Regions from separate parts of the Mus musculus genome. Here regions 2 and 3 are each linked to region 1. A link is a contact called in public promoter capture Hi-C data. All regions are on one chromosome and are shown on one strand. Each heading gives the region's core, a stretch centred on a gene start, on an enhancer-like site or on the middle of the called end of the contact. The rest is flanking DNA. Distances are from core to core; before and after follow the strand shown. Region 1 holds the start of Alpl (alkaline phosphatase, liver/bone/kidney). Region 2 holds the start of Zfp46 (zinc finger protein 46). Region 3 holds the start of Akr7a5 (aldo-keto reductase family 7, member A5 (aflatoxin aldehyde reductase)).

The links. Promoter capture Hi-C pulls out the DNA fragments that hold promoters and counts their contacts.
Region 2: a contact with region 1 is called in a promoter capture Hi-C map of hippocampal neurons, with 3 times the contacts expected there. The contact joins the promoter of Zfp46 here to the promoter of Alpl in region 1.
Region 3: a contact with region 1 is called in a promoter capture Hi-C map of pre-B cells, with 2.3 times the contacts expected there. The contact joins the promoter of Akr7a5 here to the promoter of Alpl in region 1. A contact is called at or near these places in 2 of 39 promoter capture datasets (liver and pre-B cells).

What each region holds. Positions count from the first base shown.
Region 1 is chr4:137,795,082-137,799,023 of GRCm38.p6, forward strand. Alpl (alkaline phosphatase, liver/bone/kidney) reads right to left here and starts at 1,303. Exons shown (of 12, transcript NM_007431.3): 1 at 1,161-1,303.
Region 2 is chr4:136,284,583-136,288,506 of GRCm38.p6, forward strand. Zfp46 (zinc finger protein 46) reads left to right here and starts at 1,485. Exons shown (of 3, transcript NM_009557.4): 1 at 1,485-1,899; 2 at 2,490-2,733. The coding sequence starts at 2,628.
Region 3 is chr4:139,308,966-139,313,333 of GRCm38.p6, forward strand. It overlaps Akr7a5 (aldo-keto reductase family 7, member A5 (aflatoxin aldehyde reductase)), which reads left to right and starts at 1,779. Exons shown (of 7, transcript NM_025337.3): 1 at 1,779-2,111. The coding sequence starts at 1,790. It overlaps Slc66a1 (solute carrier family 66 member 1), which reads right to left and starts at 1,743. Exons shown (of 9, transcript NM_145384.3): 1 at 1,664-1,743.

The DNA.
Region 1 (3,942 bases), core at 53-2,552:
CAGGAGACGGCCAGGGAGTGGGAGAGGAAAGAGCTGACTGGGGAGACCAGAGAGGCTTGGAGGGTGAAGGGCATACTGGGGGGGGGCTCTCCTTAATCTCCTGGGCTGTGGAGAATGGGCAACAGGGTTCAATGCCTAATGTCATTGCCTACATTGTCTAAAACTCTCTGTCCCTATTTGTAGTCTGTCAGGTGTCAGAGCAGTCCTTATCCAGCATTTAATAAACAGTTGCCCTAATTCTCAACCAGACTGAGAATCTGAGGCTGCCTGAGGGGGGGTCTTTGAATTCTTCTTGGAGCCAAACGTTCTTTCAGGCCTGAGAATAATCCCTCTGTTATATGTATGTGTGTGTGTGTGTGTGTGTGTGTGTGTGTGTGTGTGTGTGTGTGTGTGTGTGTGTATGATTTTGAGACCTAATCTTCCTAGAGTGTTAGAGTGGCCTCGAACTCACAGAGATCCTCAGCCTCCAGACTGCCAGCATCTCTCCAGAGTTGCCGCGCCAGCTTTCCTTTTTAATCAGGATTCACAGGCATACCCCAGAGTCCTTTGCAAGTCTTCCTTCCTCAGGCCCATTACGCGTTGAAAAGGATTACCATGGACAATGTGGGAGTAAGAATGAGGTTTTTTTCCTCCGTCTTGGGTCCTGCCGCTGTGACTGTGCCTTTAACCCTTTCTTACCCGCGCTGGGCAAGGCAGCAGCCCCACTCTCACCTGCACACAGCCTGGAACCGTTCACAGGCTCCTTCCGTTTCCTGGGCTCCCCCACTCTCAGACAGACACTAGCACGCGGTCTCCGATCTCTCCCGCCAAAGATCGCAGCACGTGCCTTCTTCCTGCTGCTCCCCAACTACTTTAGACACCAACGGGACAGAGTGCCAAGGGACCACGAAGGGCGCAGCTGTGGACTACGGAGGCGCGTGGGCACCGGGAGCAGGTGCTTAGCACGAGGGTGAGGTCCTGGGTAGCGGCTCAGCGGGCGCCACGTCCATCATCCTGCCAGGCCACAAGAGATGCGCGCGGAGTCCGGAGCGGGAGGTCGTGGGTCCCCAGGGAGCCTGACCTTCCACGTGTCCCCACCGTGGCTGGGACAGTCACTGCGGGACCGGCGGAGCGCGCGCGTGGGAGTCGCGCAAGCCACGGGCGCAGCATGCTTTCCTTACCTGCAGGCACTCGTGGGGAGGGTCTGTTCCGGCTCGCGAGCGGCAGCCCTAAGGAGCGCAGTGGCGGGAGCGTACTCTGGCGGCCACCTCCCCCGCCTGCTTATGAAGGCGGCCTGGCCGAGCACCCGCCGGCCTCCCCGCCCCCGGCCGCCCCGCCCCCGGCCCGCACCCCGAGCCCCAGGCGGGTGCCTCTGCGTTGCCAGGGCGCCCCCTGCCGGGAGCGCGGCGCTCGACCCGGCCCGTAGGGCTGCAACAGGCAGGGTAACCCGCCTTGCCTCTCTCTTTCCCTGCGGCTCATCCTGGCTTCAGGGTGCAGCTGGCTTGTCTTTAGGTTTGATTTCTCTGTAGGAGACTTTGTCCCTCGATGGTTGTCTTCCTGTGCCTGACCCTGCGCGTCTGTGAACCCACCTGGCTCCTTTTTTCTGTGCGTCTTTCTGCCTACACATCCTTGTCCGTCACCATGTGCACCTCTGAGCCTCACACCCTTACCCCTTTCCTATCCACTTTCTCTTTTGCCCTTAACTAAGTCAGTAGGAAGCAGAAGGAGACCCCTTGGACAGGGCCCTCCCTCCCTAATATCTGAAGAAACAGGGACTCAGGACATTCTGTCTGTCCCAGCCAGAAGCCCCAGGACCTGCCCGGGGCAGACCACTTCCCAGGCAGTGGAGCCAGACTGTCTAGGCCCACAGGCCTGCTCTGGTGACTTCGGGGGACTGGCCAAGGCTCTATAACCCGCAGACACTATCCCCTGGTTTTTCTTCCTTCACGTTATTGGGAGAGTTATAAGAGACCGAGTTTGGAACATGCACAGGAAACAAGGAAAGGCAACCGCTGGGTGCCAGTGGGCCTTATCCAGTTCCCCAAGGGCCACCACCTCCCTTCCCCTGAAAGCCAGTCTGGTTTTGAAGTCTCTGATTCGTTTCCTACTGTGAACTCCTGGAGGTAGGTTTGAATGCCACCACCATTTGAATACTTCCTCATTTCCTCCTAAGAGGAGGGTCTTATCATCGCTACTGAAGCTGACAAAACCCATCTGTACCTCTAATCCCCAACAGCCAGAGATTTGAAAGCAAAGATCAGGTTTCCCTGAACTCCATCTTCCTGGGCACCTAGGATTGATCACTTCTACCCTGAAGTTCCGTCTTAGGTCCAGGCATCTTCTATATGAGCTCTACTATTGAGCCCATTTTACAGGAGGAAAAGCAAGGCCCAGAGACAACATGTGACCTCATCGGTAAGTTCAGGGCCGGAACTGGAGCCTGATGCCAAAACCCAGGAATGCCTGGGTTTGTTTTCATTTGTTCTTGTATTTTAATAATTAATGCTGTTTATTTACAGCGGTGCTAGGAAATTTCCCTTGAGAAATAAGTTTATGTTTTTACAAAGTGAGACCAAGTATTGGGTAAATTACTCCTTATTTATGTATTTCATAGCAAGGTCATAATGGCAAAAGCCATTGGGGCGGTGAATAAATGAAACTTTGGTCATTTCCCGGCAGTCCTCGTCTGTAAGGAGCTGAGAGTTAAGACAGCAGTGAGCTCAGAACACAGCACTTGGCAATTACTTGCTAGCTAGCGCCAAAGGGCTCAAGATGACAAAAGGCTGGAGATTGTATCTGTGTGCCGAGGGACATCCGCATCATAAATGATCCCCCTTCCCAACATTGGCAGAGCTGAGAAGCTGAAGCAGCAGGCGCTGAAGGCTGAAGGGTCCTGTCTCTTACCACGGAGCCCCTCTCCTCTGCCCCCAACACCACACATGGAGAATGAGCAATTCTGGCTTGACTTATGGCTAGCCTGAGTCCATTGTGTCTTCATGGAGAATCGAAAGCACTCTCCAAGGGATCGGAGTGGCTGCTGATCTCCTTCTGCCACCTTCTTCGCTACACTTTCCCTGTTGTTGGTCTCTGACCCTCTAGAATTCAGTTGAAGAATTCAGCTCAGTGGTACAGCATTTGCCTATGTGCAGGAGACCCTGGGTCCCAGATTCAGCACAGAAGGAAGCAATCACCTGAGATGGTGTCTCCCAGCATCCCTTGCTTCCCTGATCTCTGGGTACCACTTTTGATGCAAGGAGGGGGGTCAGGCCTTCACATCAGGAGCCCAAACCCGCCCCCACCCCACCCCACCCCCTGCCCTAGCTCTGTCCTGGCTGGTTGGTAGGCTGACAAGGTACCTCTGGTTAAGCTGTTTGGTCCAGAACATTTGTAAATGGAGCCCAGATTCTGCAGGGCCAGGCCTGCTCAGCCGGTGGAAGCAGCCCCTTACATAGAACTCTCGCCGTCTTTTCTCCAGGGTACGATTCCGAGAAATAGGAAATGGCACCACCTGACCTCCAAGCTCCCGTGCCTGAGAGCTGTTCGTTCTTTCTCTTTGTCCATATTGACTTCATGCCATGAGCTCCCTGCTTGAAGTAAGGCCCAAGTTTCATAGTCACAGCTGGGTTGACTCACACACCTGTAATCCTAATATTCAGAGGGTTGAGGCAGGAGGATCACAAATCCAAGACCAAACAACTGCAGAGAGAGACCATATCTAAAAAAAAGGGGTCAGGGATACCAAGTAAGAGCCAGGGGTCCAGAAGCTTAGAGTAGGGACCTCAGTGGACAAGGACAAAGGAGAGGAGACAGCTGGGCCCCTGGGGGTAGGAAAGACATCTGAACTCTGGTAGGTGTTTAAAGGTGTGATTGTTATGTTTCAAGCAAAGCTCCGGTTTTGTGACTCCCGGGGCTCCCTCTGGCCCCACCTTCAACTCAGTATAAAAATGAACTTGGAGATTTGGA
Region 2 (3,924 bases), core at 235-2,734, 1.5 Mb before region 1:
TCTGGGCATCAAGCCAAGGTTTGGGGATATTTATAACTTGAAGAGGGTGGGAGTCCCTAATAAGCTGCTATATTCTTTTTCCATCACTTCCCTCTCCAAGGCTACAGCAAGCTGGGAGCTCTTCCCCACACAGAATCCCTGTTTTGCTTAGCCCTCGCCTTCCATTGTCTAATTCCTTCATCCCCGCTAGGGAAAGGAAAGGCTACAAGTCCTTCCATTTGGAGGATTCTGAGTGAATGCAGCATAGCCAACGCTGATGTTTCTTGGCCAGCTGTTGTGGCCTCGGAGATCTGTTTATGAGATTGTTGTTTCCCGGAGCTATAGAACAGTCTCTGCAGTCTTGAAGCTTTGTGCTCATCCTACAACCAAACCCTGCCCTTTGCCTGTTAATCCATGGATTCGGATTTCTATTCATGGCCCTGAGATCTCTGGAATCTGCTGGTGATATCTAGAACCTTTCTGAACGTCAGGCCTCTTTAGATCTCTGAGGAGCCAGCGACCACAGACCAGGAGGTAAGCCTGTCCGTTCTGTCCTAATCTGGTTTTGTGATTTCTTTGAAACAGAGACTACTAGCATCCTTAGGACTCCAGGTTGTCGCAGGCCTAAGGTTTTCATGATGTTGGGAGGTCTCCAAGATTCCTTTCAGCAGAGACACCCTCAAGAGTACCAAGTCCCTGAGTCTCCCACTCCAGGGCCAGCTATTTCCCTACACACCCTACCCCACCCCCCCGCTTCTGATTTCAATGTTTTGGCGACTTAGATGGGTGCACTTGAGCTCCGTCTCTATAAAAGAGCTCGAGACGCTCCCTACAGGGTTAACGTTGGAACACCCTGGGCCGGGCCGCGGACAGCACTCCAGCACCGGACAGGGGACGCGAGGCCTCGTGGGATATGTAGTCTGGGGTGGGTTGTGACTGCCGGAAGGCCTACTGGGAGTTGTAGTTCTCAGTATCCAGAAAGCGAGAGCTTCAGGCGGTGTTGGGAGTCCGTGGGCGGGGCCCAAAGTTCCATCCCGGCCAGGGAGTCTCCCAAGGGAGGGAAAAGAAGCCTTTTCCCGCTCTGGCCTGGGCTGTCAAATGAGGGGTGATCTCAGCTGAGGTCAGCCCGAGCTTCCACACTCAATCTAACCTCGCGGATAATATATGACTCAAAGATGGTCGTAGGGCCATGAGAAAAAAAAAAAAACACAGACGCTTCCTTTGCTGAGTCGTGCTGTGGTTTCCGAGAAAAAAGTATGTGTGGGGGTATTCTCACTGGTCTTGAAGGTCGCGGTCCTGTCTCTTCCCTTTTGTTCTTTTCCCTCCCCTGCTCTTGGCTGCTAAGTGGCCTTTGTACGCCAGAGTGAAACTCCAAGTCCCGTCAGGCCGCGAGGTGCGCGCACGCGTGATGGAGCTACCCGGCCACGCCGCAGGAGGAGGGCTGATGGTTTGGCTTCTGATTGGTCAGATATTTTACGATTTCTTTTCGCTGATTGGCTGGGATTGCTGCCGGAAAGGTCCCAGCCCGGAGATGGCAGAGCAGAGGCGTTCTATGGGCTGGGTTGAAAGCCTCCTCCCTTGAATTGCATCGGCCTGACCCCCCAGCCTAGGGGGCACCCAGCCAGTGCCTGCCCTCTCCTACCCTAACGTTGCACGTACTCGATATTAACCGAGACACGGAGAGTGGGTGACTCTTCGGGAGTCAGAGAGGAGAGTGACCAGTCCTGGGCCTTCCCCTCATACCCTGCGACCAGAACTCCAGCCCTAGGGAGTAGTGGGCAGGGCCTCTTGCCGCGCCTCACGTCCTGCTTTTCGCCTCCTTCAACGTTGTCTGCTAGCTGGTTTTCCTGCTCTCTCTCTCCCAGGAGACGAACGCTTGAGCCCGAGATGGCAGCCACCCTGCTCATGTCTGGGACTCAGGTAAGCCCCGAGGGCTCTGCTTACCCATCTTGCCCGGTGTTTCCCCGTCTGCAAACCCCTATAGGAAATTCCCTGGGATAAGCTCATTTTGCTATTCTGCTTAGTATACGGGCTTCGAGTTGGCTAATATAACCATATACAAGCATATATAGAACACCCACTGTAAGACTAAATACTGAGGAGAATAAAACCAAACAAGATGGGTGGTACCCTTCTTGCCAACAATCTGTAGGGAGAACGGTGTGTCCGGTTAACCTGGATGCGATATGGTAAGTATTCTGTTGGCCTGAGCAAGGACGTATTGTGGTGTGGGAAATAGTAAGTCGAGGAGTGGTTAATTCTAGATGTGGTGTCCAAGGATGGAGCGAAGAGTGATAAAGGGTGGGGAGAAACAGAACAGCAGTTGGCTCTAGAACTGGGCCATAAAGACGAGAATTTCACTGGTCTAAGAAAAGGAGAGCCTTGTATGTAAGGGTCCAAAGTGGGCAGGGACGGCCTGAGCGGGAAGCTAGTAGATTGCCCCTGTCTTTTGACCACATGTCTTTTTTTCTTCTTTCTTTATTATTTTTTTTTTCCTTCGGACTCTACAGATGAGACTTAATGCCACTGCCTTCTCGACATTTCTAACCATGTCTCTAATTTCAAGAAGAAAAGCTGGTTCTAAACTCCTAGATACCAAGTAGTGAGGAAGCGTTGTGTGATTTCAGGCCCCTGTGACATTTGAAGATATGGCCATGTACCTCACTCGGGAAGAATGGAGACCTCTGGATCCTACACAGAGAGATCTTTACAGGGATGTGATGCAGGAGAATTACGGAAATGTTGTCTCACTGGGTGAGTGAGGACTTTTATCTTGTCTTACCTCTTAGGGGTTTTGAAACTGTCAGAACGGCTTAGGTCTTTTCGATACAGCCTTGTTTGTTGTTAAGGAAAACCACACGGTTAGTTACCTGCTTTGGTGCTCATTCAAATCTTTAAGTGTGGGAAGATCCGTGTTTCCCAGTCTTAAATGAAAAGTAAAGTTTCTGCCGTTTCCGAGACTCTGAGGATTCTCGTGCCCTGAGTCATTAGCGGCTCTGTGGCCTGTTTGTACAGATTACTGACCAAACAGGTCTTACACTCTGGTGCTCGCCAGGACATAAATGCCCTATAAATGGTGCTTTTTCTCTGGGGCGCTGGAAGATGAGGGCTCTGAGGTGGGTTCACAGGAGGACAGAAACCTCCCTTCTATGTTTGTTTTGGCTCCATAGCTGCAGCGTTGCTTCAGGTACTTTAGGTCGGTTCTTGTCTAGAGATCTTTCAGAGGCGATCATCCTTCAAGTGTGTCTTCTTTCTTTTTCCTTTTATTATGTGTAAGTACACTGTAGCTGTCTTCAGATGCACCAGAAGAGGGCATCAGATTTCATTACGGATGGTTGTGAGCCACCATATGGCTGCTGGGATTTAAACTCAGGACCTTCAGAAGAGCAGCCAGTGCTTTTAACTGCTGAGCCATCTCTCCAGCCCCAGTCTTGTTTCAGAAGAACCACTGAATAGTCAGCTCACAGATCCTATTCAGAGGAGAAGTCGTGAGGCTGCAGATGCAGCTCGGTTGGTAGAGCGCTTGCTTAGCAGACTTGAAGCCCTGGGTTTCATCCTCAGTCCGGCATACAGCCAGACATAGGACTGAGATATTTTAAAATGTTTTTATTCTCAGAACAGAAGGCGACCTGACAGGTTTTCTTTGCTTGGACTCTCTCTCTCTCTGATGTCCCAGTTTCCTTGGAGTCTTCTTTTTATTTTTTATTCATTTTTAGGTGATACTAATAATGAGTTTCATTTTGACATTTTCATATACACGTGTCCAAACACTTGATCTGATTTGCTCCCCTCCCCTACTTCCTTGAGCTCTTGTCCCTTGAATTGTTCTTTAAAGGCAGCAACAACTCCAATACCAAACACAAAGTGAACAAATCCAGGAACAGGTGGAAGAGATGCCTCAAATGTTAAGAGTGGACATTGCTTTTGCTGAGGTGCTGAGTTCAG
Region 3 (4,368 bases), core at 529-3,028, 1.5 Mb after region 1:
GGATTCTGACTCTCATGGTGCATGTCCTTAAAGGCTGGTCGGGGAGACAATCTCCTACAACGCCCATTTCCCCTCCAACTCCAAGGAAAGCCAGGCAGGTGCTCCCCACCAAAGCAGATGCAGGTTCCATTCTGATACTGGATCAAGTTCAAAATCACAGAGGCAAGGTCCTAAGGACCCCAAGAATGACCCTCCTAACCTCATCTCCTGCCCCAGGTCCTCAGAGTCCCAGGCACCTGCACAGCCTCTCTCTTCCTCTAGGGAATCCTTCTCTATCACAAATGCCTAGTAGAGATACCCTGACCCATTTCTAACTTGCCTATCCAAGGGACATTGCCGCCACCGCCTCCAGTCCCCTGGAACACAATCCTGGAGAAGAGGCAACACTGTCCCTGTTAACCAGTGTTCTTCAAGCAAGTCTCTCTCCCCTCTCCCCTGTCTGTATCCTTCCCAGTCTCGTGGGTCTGGATGCACCAGCTGTACAACAAAAGGCTCGGAAAATGTAAAGGAGAGGGAGAGGGAGAGGGAAGGAAGCATGATGAAGAGAAAAAAAAAAAAGGAGGAAAGAAACAGAACAAGAAAAAAGAGGGGAGGCGGGAGCGGGAAGCGTATGCAAGGAAACTTGTAAATTGAGCGGGCCCAGGGCTGAGATGTCGCTCTGGGCAAGTGTTGGAGTTTCAGCATTCTGATGTATACAATGAAGGAAATCCTAAAAGGCACTTACTTACCTCCTAAACTGCATGCAGACTACAATAAAACCCAGGCCAAACCTCCATATCCCACGCTAGTCAAGTGCTCTACCACTGAGCTACATACATTCCCCACTAGGGGATTGGCTTTCGCGGCTCATGTCCGTAAAGGCTGGCCAGGAGACAGTATCTCCTGCCACATCCAGCTCTTCCCCAATTCCAAGCAAAGCCAGGAAGGTGCTTCCCACCAAAGCCTATCTGGCACAGTCAACAGTAATATTCTGTTCTTGCTGTAGCCCCCTGGACCACATTGTAGCATGGAGTACACACGAAGTGAACCTGAAACTACACACTTCTTTCTTTCTTTTTTGGGCAGGTGGGAACGGGAGCAGTTTGAGACAGGGTTTCTCTGTGTAGCCCCTGGCTGCCTTGAAATTAGCTCTGTAGACCAGGGTAGCCTCGAACTCAGATATCCGCCTGCCTTTACCTCACATTTCTAACCAGCCCTCTGTGGAATCCTGCGGTGAGCTTGGCGAGGAATGGGACATTCTGGGTTCCCTACCTGCAGAGCTACGGAGAATGTGTCAGGGGAGCGCAATGGCTCCGGGATCCTACCCATTCCTGGCCTCCAAACCAAGGCTCTAACTCCTTCCGGTGACTCTGCGGGTTCGGAGGGATAATGATAGGGCAGCGGCTGGGGCAAGCGCCGCGAGGCCCCCACCCAGAGCAGGGAAAACAAGGCCGCCCAGTCCAGGGAAGCCGAGAGGCCGGAAGGCAAGGACCTGCAGGTAAGAAGTGGGGCCGTCCCGGATCCCTGGCCAGGTTGGGCAGAGACCCACGATCCCGCTCCCCAGGAGGGGACCAGCGCCGGGGACCGTGCAGAGCTGGAGGAGGGTGTAGAAAAGACTTAGCTGGGCGCGTCTGGAGTCCCGACCCCCCAGCCCGGGACAGCCGCCAGCCCCCTTCATCCTCACCAGTTCAAGATCCACAGCCGGTGTCAGCTTCAGGATCCGAGCCCGCCGGGATCAGCTGACCTCCGCGAAGTCCCGCCCCCCGCCGTGGGCGGAGCCTGAAGCTTCGAGTGCGCAGGCGCAGTCTCCATGCTGCGTGCAGCGTCCAGAGCCGTGGGCCGCGCTGCTGTTCGCTCCGCGCAGCGCTCCGGGACTTCGGTCGGGCGTCCTCTCGCCATGTCCCGGCCTCCGCCACCCCGCGCCGCCTCTGGCGCCCCTCTCCGGCCCGCTACGGTGCTGGGCACCATGGAGATGGGGCGTCGCATGGATGCGAGTGCTAGCGCCGCTTCGGTCCGCGCCTTCCTGGAGCGCGGCCACAGCGAGCTGGACACGGCCTTCATGTACTGCGACGGCCAGTCCGAGAACATCCTGGGCGGCCTGGGGCTCGGGCTGGGCAGCGGCGACTGCACAGGTAACCGCTGCACCCGGCCTCCCCCGCCCCCCGCACCGAGTAGAGCTGAGCCGGTGCCCGCAACCGGCGTGCACCAGCCAGGATCTGCATCCAGGAGCTTCGGAAGCTCCGGATCCACAGCTGGGTCTACCCCAAGCTCCCAAGGCAACTGGAGTCCTGAACTAGTGAACTGAACTTTGTCCCGCCTCTCCTTAGAAACTTCTAGTTGCAGCTACCGAGGCGGGTGCGAGGAAGCTTCCTACGCTAATGTTTAGCCTACTCTGGGCGCTTTGCTTCCTACCGCAATCCCTGCCTCCCGGCCAACCGTTGTCCATAGCCGCCCCCCCACCCCCGACACGCCCCCCATCCCCACCAGGCTTTTTGTTCGTGCCTACCCCTCTTGCCCTCACCACCTCTGCGCTCCTGGAGAATGCTTATCATTCCGGTCTTTTGTCCGGACTAGACTTTGTCCCGTGCAGTCGACAGCACCTGTGGATCTCAAGGAGACCTGTGGCAACAATGCCTAGGGCCCAGCTGGGGGCAGGGGCGGAAAGGTGGCGTCGGGAGAGGGCATTTCGGCCTTTGTGCCCATTCTCTGTGCCAGGTCTTACAATGGCAAACTCTGTAGCTCTGTAGGCTACCGTGGGAGAAGTGATTTCTCCACGGAGAGTTAAAGGTCCAACGAGGAAGACTGTAGCCGCGATTGCTGAGGAGTGCAGGAAAGAGTAGCTTGTCGGGAAGAGCAGTAGGCAGAGCCCATAGAGAACTGGGGATGGGCCCTACAGTGTAAGTAGGGTGCACCGGAGACTGCAATCCTAGCTATTGGAATATGGAGTTTGAGAGTTGCAAAGTACGTGTGTGATCAGTGACGCGTGTCCCGCGTTGGAAGGGGAGGGGAACCGCCCTTCATTTGCTTGAAGCTATTGGAGTCTCAGGAGGGTGCCTGATACGTAAAGAGGCCTCACTTTTACCTGTTCTGAGGTTCTTCCTCCCGGTTCCTGTACAGTGGGCTCCATAGACTCACATGGGGTAAAGCTCACTTAAGTGAGTGGATCTCTCAAGCCGAATGCTGTAGAGTTCACCTGGATGACATACATTACTGATAATGAACATTTCAGTTTTCTCCCCCAACCCCCCCTTCTTTAGCCCATTTCTGCTTCTGAAGACTCAATGGGCCAAAGTCCTCAGGCAAAAGGTTACAGAAAGAATGCCTTGGGGCTGGGGCGGGTGTTGTAGTAAGGAGATGCTGTGGTCTTCTAGCCTTTATCCTGTGGGATCAGAGGGCTCCCCTTGTTCTTGCCAGAATCCATCCATCCTTCCGCCGTCGTCCATCAGTCCAGGTAGTTGGTTCCATATCTGGGAAGAAACAGTGCAGAGCACTGAGGAGCAGCTACAGTACGCTTGCATTACAGGCTTCTGAGGGTCTGAAAGGGATTTGTGTTAAGATTGATGGCTTTCAAGGAACACATTCAGGCCCCCGTGTCTCTTCCCTAACTTTTTTTTTTTTTACCTGCATGTATGTGTGAGCCCACAGAGGGTACTGGATACCCTGGGACTGTATTTATACATGATTGTAAACCAACATGTGTGGTTCTGAGAACCTCTGAATACTTCGTGAGAACAGTAAGTTCTCTAAACCACTGAGCCATCTCCCCAGCCCCTCTTGCCTAAATTCTTAGTCTTTAAGGATCTCCATGCTTTCAGGCCTGGCCCTTTGAGTTCCATCTCCAGTCTTTATTTCTTATTTAATGTATGAGTGCTCTTCTGCGTGTACACCCACATGCCAGGAGAGGGCGCCAGATCTCATTATAGATGATTGTGAGCCACCATGTAGTTGCTGGGAATTGAACTCAGGACCTCTGGAAGAGCGAGCAGTCAGTGCTCTGAACTGCTGAACCATCTCTCCAGCCCCTATGTACATTCTGTGGTGAGAAGGAGCCAATTAATGGGCCCACAGCATCCTGACAATACCTAGGAACATCAAGTCCAAGGTCTAAAGGATGTTTGATTCTGCACAATCATGTCTCAAGTCCCATATTGCCCACCCTGCAATATACGATCTGTATGGCAAGCACCTTTATCTACCTACTGAGACAACTTACCAGCCAACATGTCTTCTTTTAATGTCTATTTAGGTACTTTCTCTTTAAAAAAAAAAGTTAAAACTTTTAAAGATTTTTTTTTTAAATTATATGTGGACAAGTGTTTTCCCTGCATGTGTGGGTGTGTACCATGTGTGTGCCTTGTATCCAAAGAGGGGGCTAAAGTGATGGATGAT